Regions from separate parts of the Sus scrofa genome. Here region 1 is linked to region 2. A link is a contact called in public HiChIP or PLAC-seq data. All regions are on one chromosome and are shown on one strand. Each heading gives the region's core, a stretch centred on a gene start, on an enhancer-like site or on the middle of the called end of the contact. The rest is flanking DNA. Distances are from core to core; before and after follow the strand shown. Region 1 overlaps WWOX (WW domain-containing oxidoreductase). Region 2 overlaps MAF (transcription factor Maf).

The links. HiChIP or PLAC-seq counts read pairs in DNA pulled down with a chosen protein or histone mark.
Region 1: an H3K27ac HiChIP or PLAC-seq map of skeletal muscle shows a contact between it and region 2, with 3 times the contacts expected there. The contact joins two enhancer-like sites. A contact is called at or near these places in 1 of 47 Hi-C or Micro-C datasets (liver) and 1 of 2 datasets of contacts at active chromatin or transcription factors (skeletal muscle).

What each region holds. Positions count from the first base shown.
Region 1 is chr6:9,096,615-9,103,885 of Sscrofa11.1, reverse strand. All of the region lies in intron 8 of WWOX (WW domain-containing oxidoreductase), which reads left to right. Among named protein-coding and RNA genes, the nearest start is that of MAF, 630 kb to the right of the region's middle. Within about 2 kb of position 3,350, at least 11 of the 83 cell types and tissues checked have an H3K27ac peak or open chromatin away from gene starts, as enhancers often do. A contact at or near this core is called in skeletal muscle, where this site is marked.
Region 2 is chr6:8,698,774-8,705,998 of Sscrofa11.1, reverse strand. The region is part of intron 2 of MAF (transcription factor Maf); the gene reads right to left. Among named protein-coding and RNA genes, the nearest start is that of MAF, 230 kb to the right of the region's middle. Within about 2 kb of position 5,383, at least 8 of the 83 cell types and tissues checked have an H3K27ac peak or open chromatin away from gene starts, as enhancers often do. A contact at or near this core is called in skeletal muscle, where this site is marked.

The DNA.
Region 1 (7,271 bases), core at 2,101-4,600, 400 kb before region 2:
GCTCCTGCTCACCCCACTACGCCTGAGGTCGGGTGGGTTTGTACAGGTATTTACTTCTTGCCTTCCCAGCCCTCCTAGACCCTTTTCTGTCTTTGTTCCCCTAGAAGGAAATATTCAGGCTGGCTTGAGGGAGGAGCCCAGCGGTCAGGTCAACTGGGCACCGGGTGGAACCCGGAATAGATTTTCCACGCAGATTTCACGCCACCTTCCTGGGAATTTCTGCATGTTTTGCAGCCTAACGTTTAACCTCCAAAATTCTTTTTTAAAAATTGCACAATGTGCGTAAGACAGGACATTTTTGTCTTGCGCTTGTGCCCCACGCCGTGTGGAAATGCACGTCCGTTCTCCTTTTCTCCTCCCTCAGGCTGGCAACCCCTCTGCCTTCTCCATTGAGGGTCTGTGGGTTTTCATGCTTTGTCCTCGGGTCCTGAGCAGAGCCCGCTGCCTGCACAAAAGGTCTGCACACGTGTTTATGCAATGGACTCCGAGACACTCGTGCTTCTAAAGACTTTTCCAATGAGGGATTGGGATGGAAATACAGAAGTGGAGGTGGTGAAGCATGCTGGTTAACCCAGCATCGTTTTGAGCTCAAATCTTGGCTCCACTACGCGAGTTAGTTTATTAGTTAAGCCTCACTTCCTTCGTGCATACAATGGGTACAAGAATAATAACTCCTTCCCCCAGTAAGGATTAGATTACCTCATTTGCAGTAAGGATTAGATGACTCGATGGGGCAGGAAGGTGCCGAGCACAGGGCTCAGCCTCCCTGAAGGGCTCCTTAATTGTAGTTAATAAATGGTTGTCCACTTCTCCCTTGAAATGCAGGGACAAGTCTTGCTTGAGTTGCAGGGCCGTTTGAAAGCACCAGTCTGATCTTTGACCTTAGGGTGTATGTCTGAAATTATTCTCTCTTAGCCCCCGCTGACCCCGAAATCTGAGCATGTCGCCAAGGCCCCCGTAGGTGGCCAGCAGTGATGCTTTGCCATTGCTTCTGCGTGAAAAAAGACCCAAAGTGCCGGTAAACAAATCTGCCAGGGTCCATGTCACCAGCATCAGAGGAAATCCTGGATGATGCTGGAGTCCTCACCCCTCTAGGAACCAGCGGGCCACTGGGTGGAGGGGCAAGCGGGTTGAGCCACATTCTGGAAGTGGAAAAAGCAGACGCAGATTCGCTCAGCATAATTGGAGAGCCAGCTTGAGAGCCCGGCGCCAGTGCTTCTCCTTTTTTTAAAATAGATGCTTTTCAAAAAGGCTGCATCACCCAGGCTTTCGATGGCACAGAAGATGCGAGTGCATGGAGAAATATGAGCTTCGATGACTCAGAGTTAAACTGCTATGCAGGAGAGAGATGCTTCAAGGGAAGAAATATTAGGAATGCCGTATCATTGTTTTCCTCCTCTTAGATTTTCAATGTATGCCAAAGAGTTGTCTGTAACAAAAATAGAGGTCGAATTCAATCTCCAAGGCTTCTTTCAGATAGAAGAAGTATAGAGAGAAAAGTCTAAAGAATAAGAGCATATTACGCCGTAGTTTAATTGGCATACTTTTTTCCCTTAGTGGAAAAACAAGGCCCTCTACGATCTCAGCTTCAGTCCAACACCGTATCTTATCCTCTGACAGAATATTTAAAGGACTTCTTTGTGCTTTGAGCATGAAGCCTGGAATCCTTCATGGGCCAGCCAGGTCCTCCAGGGCTTGATCCTGCTCCCGTCTCCAGCGCCCTGTAAGCCTCAGGCCCCTCACCCTCTTTTCTCCATTCCCCATCTGCGTCCACACAGCCCGCCACCAACACCTGCTTCACAGGGTTCTGCCTCTGCCTGGAATATTCTTCTTCCTCCTTCTCGCTCTCTGGATCCCATCTGTACTAGAATAATGGCTCCGAAGATGCCCACCTCCTGACCCCCCCACACACACCCTGTGGATGTGTCTGCTCCCATAGCAAACGGGGAGTTGACGCTGCAGATGGAATTAAAGTGGCTCCTCAGCAGACCTTGAAATGGGGGAGGGTCTCCTGGATTATCCAGATGGTTCCACTGTAATGACAGGTTTCCTTACATGAGACGCAAGGAGGCCACCAAGTCATGACGAGAGACGGCGGGATGAAGAACTTGCGACCTGATGGTGTCCTCTTTGAAGATGGAGGGAGGGGCCGTGAGCCGAGGAAGCGGGAAGAGACAGGGAGATGAATCCCTCCCCGGAGCTTCCACGAGGGAACACAGCCCTGCCGACACTTTGACTTTAGCCCAGCGAGACCGTTCCAGACTTCTGAACCCCAGAACTATAAGAAAATAAGTTTGTAGTTTGAAGCTGCCAAACCTGGGTAGTCAGTTACAGCAGTCGTAGGGAGCTCATACACCCCCTAAAAGCCTCTCCCTTGCGGAGTTCTTCTCCCACCCCTGCAGAGGCTCTCAGAGTTCCCATGGCACTGTCACCAGTTGCATTGCGCACTGACACGTGTGATTAATTAATGCCCATCCCGCCCGTCCCCCTGTCACTCCTATAAGGGCTGGGGTTTGTGGTTCACTGTTCTTCCCACAGCCCAGGGCCCAGCACTGCCTCGAGGCCCAAGAGGAGCTCAGTGTCTGTGGCCAGAAAGAGGGAAGGAAGGAAGGAAGGAAGGAAGGAAGGAAGGAGTGAGTCCATGAAGCCAGGAGCTTGTTGATTAATTTATCCACAGGAGGAGGAAGGACAGGCCGCTATCAACTTTAATGAAGCATGTACCCCACCTCCCATGTCAGCCAGGAAGCACCACTTTCCGTCGCTGCACACATGTCCGAATGAGGAGTGAAGCTGGGGTCCCCAACCCAGGCTGGTGAGACACGACAAAGACACAGGAATGCAGCCCACAATCAGCCGTGCCCTCCCACACCCCCCCTTCTCAGCAGGGGAGTCAAGCTGACTATTTCTTTAAGGGATGCTGTGGAGTTTCTGCTGGTGGAGTGAAGGATTTGTAGCAAAACCCAGCATGTAACTTGAGTGTTCTGTGAAGCCAGATACTGGTGCCAAGCTAAATTTGTGTGTGCAGCTTCTGTTTAAGGCAATTATATAGTGTGTAATACCCAGTAGAGAAATTAAGCCGGAGTACATTTTGCCCATAGAGATTATCCTCTCGGTTGGATTTATTTTAAACAAGTTTTGCTCCTTATACATGAAGGTGCATGCGATAAATCACTTATGTAATAAACTACTCTATATTACGCAGGGAAAAAAAAAAAAAAAAAAAAAGTGAGCCCAGGGTAAGGGAGAGACTTCAAGTGGAGCCAGACCTCAGATGCGAAGGGAGAAGCTGGGGATGAGGAGGGAGTGGGGGTGGCTTTGCAGCAGGAGCTTGGAAACGGTACAAATGGCAGCCGCTCAGCAGAGAGGCTCAGGGCGCTGCAGTAGGGAGTTGCTTATGTAATAACTGCAGCGGTGTCACTCCAGAAGGAGTTACAGGGTTTGTCTTTCTAGAGCAGCCTCTGGGCCTGTCTTAGTGACCAACAGTCCACAGTGAGATGGGAGGGGAGAAGCAAAGAGATGGAAGATTTTATTAAGGATGAGAAAATGAGGGGGAGAATGTGATCAGGGGTCCTGGGGAACCCGGCACCCAGTCTATAGGGATGGGCTGCTGAGATAAATAACATGCATTCTAATCTAGGGGTGGAGGCAGGACACCCAGTAAAATTTGAATCTCCGATGAACAATGCACGACTGTTAGGGTAAGTCTGCCCCGTGGAATACTGGGGCTCTGCTGTACTGACAAATTATCCATTGTTGATCTGGAATTCAAATGTCATCAGGCGTCTTATGTTTTTATTTGCTAAATCTGACAACTCTTGGCCGTAGCGGAACTAGCAATGCCCATCATTAGTAGATAAATTATTTGGAGCTCTCATTTTGTGGCAAGGTCTTTTTTATGCACCTCATGAATCTCAGCTCATTTAAGCTTCACAGGCAAACCGGCAGCGAGGCACCGTGTTTATTCCCATTTCACAGAGGAGTAAACCGAGGTTAGAAAAGTTCGACCACGTGCCGGGCTCTCTCCGTCTGTAAGCGGAAGATCCAGGCTTCACACTGAGACCCAGTCTGGCTCCAAAAACACGTGTTCAGCATCACCCACGCCTTCACCCTCTTCGAGATGCTGATTTGAAAAATAACTCCGTGATGAAACATGCCAAGGGACACTGCCTGTTCTCCTTAATGCAGAAATGCATTCGAGCTCAAAAATGCATGCTGTTTAGCAAAGAAAAATGTTGGTGCTCAGAAAATCATTTTAAAACTTCCTGGCATGCACGCCTGGCTCGCCAGGCAGTCCAGACCCCACTCTTTCCCACCGAAGAACCTCCTTCTAGAACCGTCCTCAAAGGAGCACGAAGAGAAACCACCCCAGTCTACATGTGTGTCATCTTCTAACGTTGAGAGCCCATTAAAGCCAAATGCTCAGTAAGAATCAGACATGGATAAGCCGCTTGTAATTTATGATTTAATGCAGCATAGTGTAAAAATAGGCAATGATACCAAAAGGCAATCAAAGTCTATTGTCCCAGGGACGTGCTCTAACTCATGCCGAGAGCCTGCTCTGTGCCAGGAACCTTACATATCTGGTCTCATTGCATCCTCCCATTAGCTGGCTGGGGCCCCTTTCACTCATCCAGGGCTAAGAAACAAACTGTTTCAAGCCCACAATTGGCTGGCTTGAAACAGCGACTCTGATCAGATCACATGATTTTCTGGGTTAGGACTGCGTAGCGCTTGGCTAGTTGGGTCTCCTGTTCCTTGTAGCCATGGATGGGTGTCACGTGGTGGTGTTCTTTCGGGGAGAGGGCTGGTCTCGAGGGTCTGAGCTGGCTTTTCCCAGGTGTCCAGGGCCTTGGCAGGTTGGTGGGGAGGGTGGGCTCAGCTGGGCTCCAGCATGGTGGTCTCACTCAGCATGCTTGGATTCCTATGAAGCACTGAGAGTACCCAGCAGTCCTGGATGGTGGACCCATATTGTGGATGCCGCCTCCTCCAGGGAGAATTCCTGGGATGACAGAGAAGCCATTCATGTCTGCCTGGCACATTTCCAGCAGCACAGCCGAAGCTGTGTGGCTTTCCTGGCCTGGCCCCAGACATCACAGCTGTACTTCCACTGTACACCTTTGGGCGAAGCAGTCCCCAGACCACTGGATTTAAACGGGAGGGGCATAGACTCAGCCTCTGGGTGAAAGGGGCGGGCAGGAATCGGGGCAGATGCTAGAGCTGTCATGTGGCCTTTGCACTTTGCTCTTCTCTTTGTCGAGGAAGCTGGCCCCCCACCTCCTGTGTCACCTTCTTGAAGAGCTTGTCCACACTGCAGAGCTCCCTGTCCTGACCACGCCTCGGTCTCCTATAGGGTCGTCTGCACATCACCAACCCCAGCCTGCTGTTACTTTTGTGGTCGCTCTACCCGAGGCAGGTGATTCCTCGAGATGCGGGCCCTGGTTTTGTTTGACTGGCTCGCTGCTGTTTCGCAGCGCACAGAGAGGCTGCGTCGAGCACATAGCTGCCTCTGCACACAGCGTTGTCCAGTGAGTGAAAGTACCCAGCAATCCCGGATGACGGACCAGTATCGTGGATGCCGCCTCCTCCAGGGAGGATTCCTGGGATAACAGAAAACCCACTCGTGTCTGCCCAGCACACTTGAGTCACATCCATTTTCTGTGGGTCCAGGAGTATAAGAACAGAGCCAGAAAGGCTGCGGTCAGAGGCAGACCTGGCGAGCGTTAGCCCCCGCCAGCCGGGTCTGCTGGTTCCCGTTACAGCCCTGGTGTGGCAGAGGACACCGCGTGACCGTGGCACGCATCCACGGTCTGATCCCTGGGTGCCCGGCGCTCGTACGTTCCTCTTCCTTCTTCAGTGCCTTTTAAAGCCCATATGTTCCACCCGCTTTATTTATCCTGGTGCAAAATGAGGGCTGCTTGGATTCTGGGAGTTTCCTGGGTAGGTATTAAATGTGTTTTGAAAATACTGGAAAGTCCAGCTGTGTGTATTTTAGTTTTATATTTAGCCTTCAGTGCGAGACTCCCTGTACCGCACGTCATGAAAAGGCACAGCAGGGACTCACGTTTTCCTAAAGTTTGGAGGGCCCCACACCTAGGTGAGACTTGAGTATTTGTGAGGTTTTTTTCTGGGGGGGGCGGTGTTTGGGGTTGTGTATTTCTTCAGTGTACTTCTGGCCTTCGTGCTTTTAGAGGTCGCCTCTTGTGTTTCAACAGAAAGTTATTGCTGCTGTGTTCCCTTGAACTTGTGGCAGCAAAGGGAGGTGGACGGGGCAGGAGGGGGAAACAGCACGAGCTCGGACCTTTTGGTGCCAGACCCCGTGCTGGGCTCATGGGCACCGTGAACGCTTAACACACCCTCTGAGGAAGGACACTGAGTCTCAGCCAGGCTCTGAGGCTCACTCTTTGCCCCGAGCGCCACCTTGTCCTCTGCCCATTCACCTGAGGCTTTCTAACAGCGCCCTCCCGCCCCTACCTGAGGTCCGCAAGAGCCTGTCTCAGGCCCAAGTCCAAGGCCGCCTGCTGATCGATGGCAGGAGAAGGAACACAGGATTCCCCAGTGTCATTAACTACCCAAGCCAAGGGCAGAGTCAAGATGCAAGGTCACCTGTGGCCACAGACCATCGCCTGGGCTGGTATGTGTTTCCCGGGGCTGCTGTGACAAAGTGCCACCAAGCACGGGCCTTAGCACAACAGCAGTGCATCATCGGCCAGCTGGGAGGCTAGAAGTCCCCAGTCAGGGTGTCGGCAGGGCCCTGCTCTCTCGGAAGATGCGAGGAGAGAATTCTCCCGTGCTTCTTTCCAGCTTCTGGTACTTCCTGGCCATACTTGGCGCTTCCCGGCGCACAGACTGTTCCCACCGAGTATTTGTGGGGCACTGTGTTAGTTTGCTCTTGCACACTTCGCAGCTCAAACGACCCCGATCTGCTCCCCTACAGTTCTCTGTGAGGCCGAAGTCCAACACGAGCCTTCTGGGCTGAGATCAGGGTGTGGGCAAGGCTGTGTTCTTGCTGGGGCTCTGGGGGAACATCTGTTCTCATGCCTTTTGGCCTCCTTGAGGCCGCCCCCTTGGCTCAGGGCCTGTTCTTGCATCTTCAAAGCCCCTCAGGTCAGCCCTTCTCACGCGGACATCCTTCTGGCTCTCTGTTCCGAGTCCCTCGTGCACTTTTAGGCACCTTGTGATGTCATCAGCCCCCCCCCGCCAGGTCATCCAGGATAATCTCTGTATTTTAACGTCAGCTGACGAGGAGCCAAAACTCCATCAGCACCCCGATT
Region 2 (7,225 bases), core at 4,134-6,633:
GCTCTTTCTTTGTTCTCACCAGGATGATTTTTGTCTCATTAGAACTGAAACTCACTCTACATACTTTGCTGTCAACTAATTTTCATGCAAAGATGACAGATATTGTTCACTAAATTATTTCTTAACAATGTCAGTTTAATGACATTTTACAGCCATGCATCTGAGATTTGGTGGGTTTGGTTCCAGGCCACTGCAATGAAGCAGACATCACAATACATCCAGTCACATGAATTTTTTAACTTCCCAGAACACAAGAAAGTTATTTACACTATGCTGTGGTCTACTAAGTGTGCAATAGCGAGTATGTCTTAAAAAATACAATGTAGGAGTTCCCACTGTAGCACAACGGGACTGGTGGCGTCTTGGGAGCACTGGGACACAGGTTTGATCCCCAACCTGGCACAGTGCGTTAGGGTTCTGGCATTGCTGCAGCTGCATTTTAGGTCGCAGCTGCAGCTCGGATCTGATCCCTGGCCCGGGAACACCATATGCCACAGTGTGGCCAAAAAAGAAAAAAAAAATTACAGTGTACATACTTTAATTAAAAAATACTTTATTGCTAAAAAATGCCAACCATCACCGGAGCCTTCAGCCAGTTGTAGTCTTTTGGCAACAGTAGCTTCAAAGACCACTGATCATAGATCACCATAGCAAGTATAATGAAAAAGTTTGAAATACTGCAAGAATTACCCAAATGTGATGTAGAGACATGAAATGAGCAGATGCTGTTGGAAAAACTTCATCAATAGAGTTGCTCAATGCCTGGTTGCCACAAACCTTTAATTTGTAAACTACACAGTGACTGTGAAGCACACTAAAATGAGGCATGCCTGTAATATTCCATCTTACAAATGCACGCATATTTATTTCTATGATCTACTCTCATCAGACATTCCCATCTGTTTTTTTTTTTTTAATTTACCATTATAGATGATGTGGTGATGAGTAATCCTGGGGCTACAGCTTTGCCCTTAAGTCCATGATGTCTTTTTTTATTTTTAAAATGAAATTCCTGTGGGCTTAACACTATCTGGAGTGTGGCCTCCCTGGGTAGAAAAGGATCTTACGGCAGAGTTTGCAGGGGCAGAATCACAGAAGTTAAGGGCCCAATTAATAGCCAAGCTACTCTTGAGCAAACTTGACCTCCAGGGCAGAAAATTCCTCTCGGTGTCGGCGATGACGGGGTTGGAAACATAAAACAAGGCTCTTCCTTTTCTTACTTGAATTTAAAACCTGATGGTTTTGAAAGTCAGTTAATAACCAATACCTTGTTTGTTACTGGTCACCCCTAATTAAAAAAGAAGTCAATTTATATATGCATCATCAACTTAGTATCATAATGTTCTGAATTTACTGCAGTTATGAAATCTCTGAGTCCAATTCTACCACATCTTATCTGTGTGATGTCTTGTAGTTCAAGTTTCCTCTCTGGGAAAGTGCAAAGATAATACCTACAGCTCACAACATTGGAAGGATAGAGTCAGGGATGACAGGTTGCTAGCACAGTGCCTGATACCCAATGGGTGCAAAAAACAAAAACAAAAACAAAAAAAATTAGCCCCTGCCCCCATGGCTCAGGAGAGGAATCCTTTGTTAAGACTTCTGACCATAAATGAGTTGATGTATTGAAAAGCTTTTTGTGGCTCTTCAGCCACAAGAGAAGCCAAAAGACCAGGCCACTACTTACACCGACTCTAGACTTCACAACCATCTTTTACTGAGTTCTTTCATCTTTCTGCTTTGTCTTCAAGTTGGAAAAGACATTCGGTCATTTTAGAAAAGGTAGAGAGGCACTGGAAAGAGAAGGTTTCATTAGTAATAGCTCTCATTTCTGAGCCTTCACGAAATCCCAGGACAGGCAACTTCCTTATCAAGAAGACAGAGTGGATGTCATCCTTCCCACGTAGCAGAGAAAAAGACGGAGGCTGAGAAGGGTTAAGAAACGTACGCCCTGTCACTCACCCCACAGAGGCCAGAAGCAGGACAAGAAGCTCAGTCAGTCCTCCCACAGCAAGTCTTTACTGAGTTCTTCCCAATAAGTGAGCACTGCTCAGCATCCTTCCTACGTATACATGCTTCCAGACGCTTCTAGATACTTCTCGGTACGTCTTTCTTTCTAGCCGTGTGATGTTCAGTAGAGTAGCCACAAGTCACATGTGGCTATTGACTACTTCGAAGGTAACCAATGTCATGGAGAAACTGAATTTTCTGTTGTCTTTGGTTTTATAATTAATTTTAATATGGGCTCCTAATTCAGTTATTAGCAAAACTTTTAAGGAGGTGAATCAGCTTTTTCAACTGATATTAATATAGGAAGTCTAAATACAGATCCAGTGTTTCTTTTTTTTGTTGTTGTTGTTGTCATTTTGTCTTTTTCCAGGGCCACACCTGCGGCATATGGAGATTCCCAAGCTAGGGGTCCAACTGGAGCTGCAGCTGCCAGCCCCCATGCCACAGCCACAGCAATGCCAGATCCGAGCCACGTCTGCAATCTACACCACAGCTCACAGCAATGTCAGATCCCCAACCCACTGAGTGAGGCCAGGATAGAACCCACAACCCCATGGTTCCTAGTCGGATTCGTTAACCACTGAGCCACAAAGGGAACTCCAGTGTTTCTGATACCATTTCAGCATCCAGAGAGAGTGCTGTAAGTGAAGAATCCACACGGGATCTCTAAGACAGAACGATTAAAACAAAACAAAACAAGAATGTAAAAGGTCTGGTTTGTAATTTTTATATGGATTACACCGGGAAGTGACAACATTTTGGGGTATACAGAGTTAAATATATACTTTAACAAATTCTTTCTGTTCAATTTCTTTTAACAAATTATTTCTTTTCCTCTTGTTGAGTATGGCTAATTAAAACCTTTAAAATTACATGTGTATATTTGTTGTTGTGCATGACCCTGCCTCCATCACCTCCTACTTTTGGAACCTTACTGGAATTTTTCCCCAGGATCCACACTCAGTCCTTCTGAGAGGGAGTTTCAGAGTAAAGCATGGGACTGTCTTGACGAATCAGAACACCAAATTTCCCTAAACCACACGAATGACTCAAGGATGAGCCTTCAGAGCCCGCCTAGCAATCCGCTGATGTTCCATCCTCGAAGCCACAGGGATGGGGTCCCAGGAGGCCGTGTGACCTAGATTAACCTAGACAAAACAAATCCATAGATTTGTATGGAAGGTTTAAGCAAAAAAAAATCCCTTTTCCCTCTCTGGAATCTGCTAGCAGGAAGGACGATGTGAGTCTGGAGCTGCCAGAACCAACACTTGGAGCCTAGAACAAAGTCATGAAATGAAGCTGATACAAAGAAGAGGCATTGCTAAGAGATGAGGCAAATGATCTTGATGACATCACTTGTGCTCCTGGATCAAACTATACCTGAAGCCAACACCACACATGGATTAATGGTTTGTATGAGCCACTGAACTAACATGTTTTCTGCCCAAGCCAAATGAGTTGTATTTCTGCCAACAAGTCCAGAGTGATTTGCCCACTCTTTCAAATTGGCTGTGAGGACCACACAAAATAACAGGTAGGAAATCTTTAGCAAACTATATGCCACTAGACATTTCAGCCATCTCTGTGGTTTTCGGAGAGCAAAAAGAAACACGAAGAACAGGCAACCTGAATGAATCCCACAATCAATGACTCTAGAAGCAAATCAAAACCTGTGTTTAGACAGAGCCTGGTTCCGATTCCTCAGTCCACCCTCGGGACTGGGCGCACTTGGATTGTTCATCTGCTGGGTTCTGGGCGGCCCCAAACATTTGCTGCTACTTCACCTGGGCTGGGACAGCTCCCTTAATTGGGGCCGTATCCACCTGGTTCTTTGAGCAAACGCGTCTGCTTTTGCTTACTCATTTTTTTCATTCTTTTCATTCATTTGCCTATTTATTTATTTGGAGCTGGTGATGTCAGCTGGGTAACTTGGGACTATGTTTGGAGAGCGGGCAGGTCATGACATCTGGACACCACCCTGTGGGCAGGCCGTCTCTGTCTCCGGTTACACACCCAGAAGGCCCCTTCTCCCAGCGTCAAGGGCCCCAGAAACCTCTTTTCTCCTTTCTCCTCTTGCACCTGCCACTTTTCTGCTTCTCCTTTCTGGATCCACTTGCCTAGGGAGCCTTCTGACTGGCTGGGAAGCTCCTGGCTGGCCTCTGCGCTACTCTCTGAACCATCCATCCTGGCCCCTGTGCTGGGTGTGGCTGGTCTGTATGATCTATTTCTATTTGTCTAGGAAGCTTTCTCTTAGACCAAGACCTCTTCGCGGGCAGGAATCGGAATGTATGCCCCATCAGTGCTTCCAGGACTTGGCCCCCAGTGGCAGGAGCCTCGGGGATGATGCGCCAGGTGTAAAAGGAACAGATGAATGGGATGTGAGGGGAAGAATAGGGGCCCTGATCTCTCACAGCTTCTAACTCGCTTCAAAGGTTTTCTCTTGTAAAGCAACTTCCAAGAGGCTTTAGTGATGCTTTCAAAATCCAGCTCTGAGTGAGACAGATGAAGTATCTCCAGTACCTCTGCTCCTTGCACTTGCATCCAAAGACTAGGGGAGGGGAGTTCCCGGGGTCCTCTCCAAGTGCTGTGCATGGAGGTGACATCTGAGATGATGTGCCCGTCTCAGGGGTCTCTGCCTGGGGACAGCAGCACACGCTCACGGCGAGACCCACTTTTTGCAGCCACCTCCAGCCGCCCACCAGACCTGCCCACTGCTCAGGTGTGTCAGGACAGATGTCGCGTGGAGCATGGTGTCCCCTTGCTAGCTTGCAGTTCTTAAAGTGCCATTTCCCCTTCCATCTTGAGCTTGATAGAATGAGGGAGAGGGAGGGGGAGAGAGAGCGGCGGGAGAGACGTGGGGAGAGACGGGGGAGAGACGGGGGGGGGGGGAGGCGGAGGGGGGAGAGGAGAAAAAGAAAGGGGGAGGGAGAGAGAGAAGGGGAGAGACAGGGAGAGAGAGAACAGGAGAGGGAGGAAGGGAAAGGCAGGGAGGGAGAGAGAGCCCTGACTCCTCCCCAAAGATCCTGGAAGGGAGGGATCAGCCCTGGGGTCATTAGAGGCCGTGATGAAACAGCTGCCTGAGAACATCTCCTGGAAGGACAGGGAGACGGAGACTCCTAGGAATGCATGAATAAGTCGCTCTGGAAATAGTTCATTTTGGTGAGAACAAGGCTGTAAACAACACAATGCCTTTAAATGCCTCCTGGAGCTCATTAAGCCAGACACATCCCTCCTGGCGGGGGAGGGGGGGTACCTTGCCCCCCACCCCGACCCCCCCATTCAGGAACATCAGCTCCCAGAATTCCCACTCTGAGCCTCACGCTGGCTTGGCCCATCTTTGGGCAAATTCATATCCTTCTGTAATGAGTCAACACCCATCTCCTGTCCACGGGCGGGACATCTGCTGTGCACACGACATAGGGAACCCATGGAGGGGACAGTCTCCTTGACTTGGTGGGCCTTGTTGTGCTCCCTCAGCCTCATCTGCCCGGCTTTTTTTGTGCCCTGGCAGAGGCCTCCCCTCTGCAAAGTGCTGCCCTTGCCTGATGCCACCAGATTAAGCCATTCGCTTTTAATTAGGACAGCAGTCACTTCCAAAGGAGGCAGCAGGGGAGTGAAAAAGCAGGTTGGCTCTTCGGGGTTTAAGTGGGTTCGATGCACATGGTAAATTCAGACCCCACTGTGTGCAGCCAAGCTGAGCAGCCTGTTCCTGGAGCCCTGGGCTCCTCACCACACTTTGCAAACTCCCACCCCTGGGTACCAGGGCAGGGGTGCAGAGAAGGGAAAACCACGATCCCTGGTCCCCTCTGTATCTGGTGCCGAAACCATATCCAAACAGTTGAGCGGGCCTGTCTGTGAGCTCCTACATCTGCCCGGCCCCAGGGGTCCATGCAACCTTCAAAGGCTTTTCCATCCAGCTCAGCCCCCGCAAGGATGTCACCCTAACGTGTGGCTCTGGCTGGAGGGATCTCAACAATTGGCTGGGGTGGGACAAGAGGAGAGCAGGAAAGGAACACTGTTAGCCTGGAGGTCTGGGCTGGGACCCCCAAGTCTTGCTGCTCTGTTGGGATCCAGGCCCGGTGTCCACCACAAGCCGTTCCTTCCAGAAGCCAAACAAGGGCCCTCCAACCACACTGCCCACTTTGGCTTTCTGCTCCCTTCTCCCTGCACCCATACATTTTATGAAGATCACTGGAAAGGAAACAAAAGGTAGTGGCTTTGTTGACAATGCAATTAACATCTGAATAATTTACTACGAAATAAGCCGGAGCTATATTCAGCCCAGAGGCTGCTCCTTTTGAAAGCCTCAGCCGCAGGACCCTGTCTGCTCTCTTCCTGGGGGGCTAGCAGGGGCTCTGGGTCTCTGTTGGACAACCCGCCACTGGTGTTAACACCTGCCCTGCTTGACCAGCCCAGACCGGACATTCTCTCTAGAACCCCGCTCCCTGATCTGGAACCTCCCTGGGCAGAACTGTCCCAGCCCACGGCTCTGATGCCCCTAGCTCATGGCCTGTCTCCCCTGTTCTCACCTAGGGCACCTCCCTCCACCGCCAGAGGAGTCCTCCACCCAGCTTGAAGCGCATTTTTAAGGGGTACCAGTTGAATGGTAGAGTGAGACACTCAGGTCCCAAGCTTCACTTGACTCTGCCCGATGCCCAGCTTGGGAGATTCTAGCGCTGGGATGAGCTTGCACAAAGAAACCAGCTTTCAGAATGGGCCCGGCAGGGGAGAGGGTGCTTCCCCTCCAGAAGGCTTTGATGGGTGCTTCTGGATAAACAAATACCCACCATCCTGCTTCATTATGCTAAGGGTGGCCCAGAGCTGCTGTCTCACTTCTAAGCACAGAGCTCTGTTTTGCCCACTTGCCCTGGCCCTCTTACCTCCCTCCTTCATTCTCCATCAAACCCTAAATCCATTCTTTCTCTCTGTTATGACTGAGAACCTGCACGGTGCAACTAACCCACAAGGCACCTTTATTTGAATTAGAAGAGGGTGTCCCCTACCCACCCCCACTTCAGGGCAAATAGCTTGGTGCTAAGTATGAATCAAAAGTGAATTTCTGTCCTCACTCAGCTCCTCACCTTTGTGCAGTGCACAACCTGCTCAACCTTACAGCGCTGTCCCAGTATTTGGTAAAGAAGGCAGCAGGGTGGCGAGCCCTGAGTCCTGAATTCTAATACACAGGCTGAGCAGAGTGGCTAAAGAGGAAGGGCTT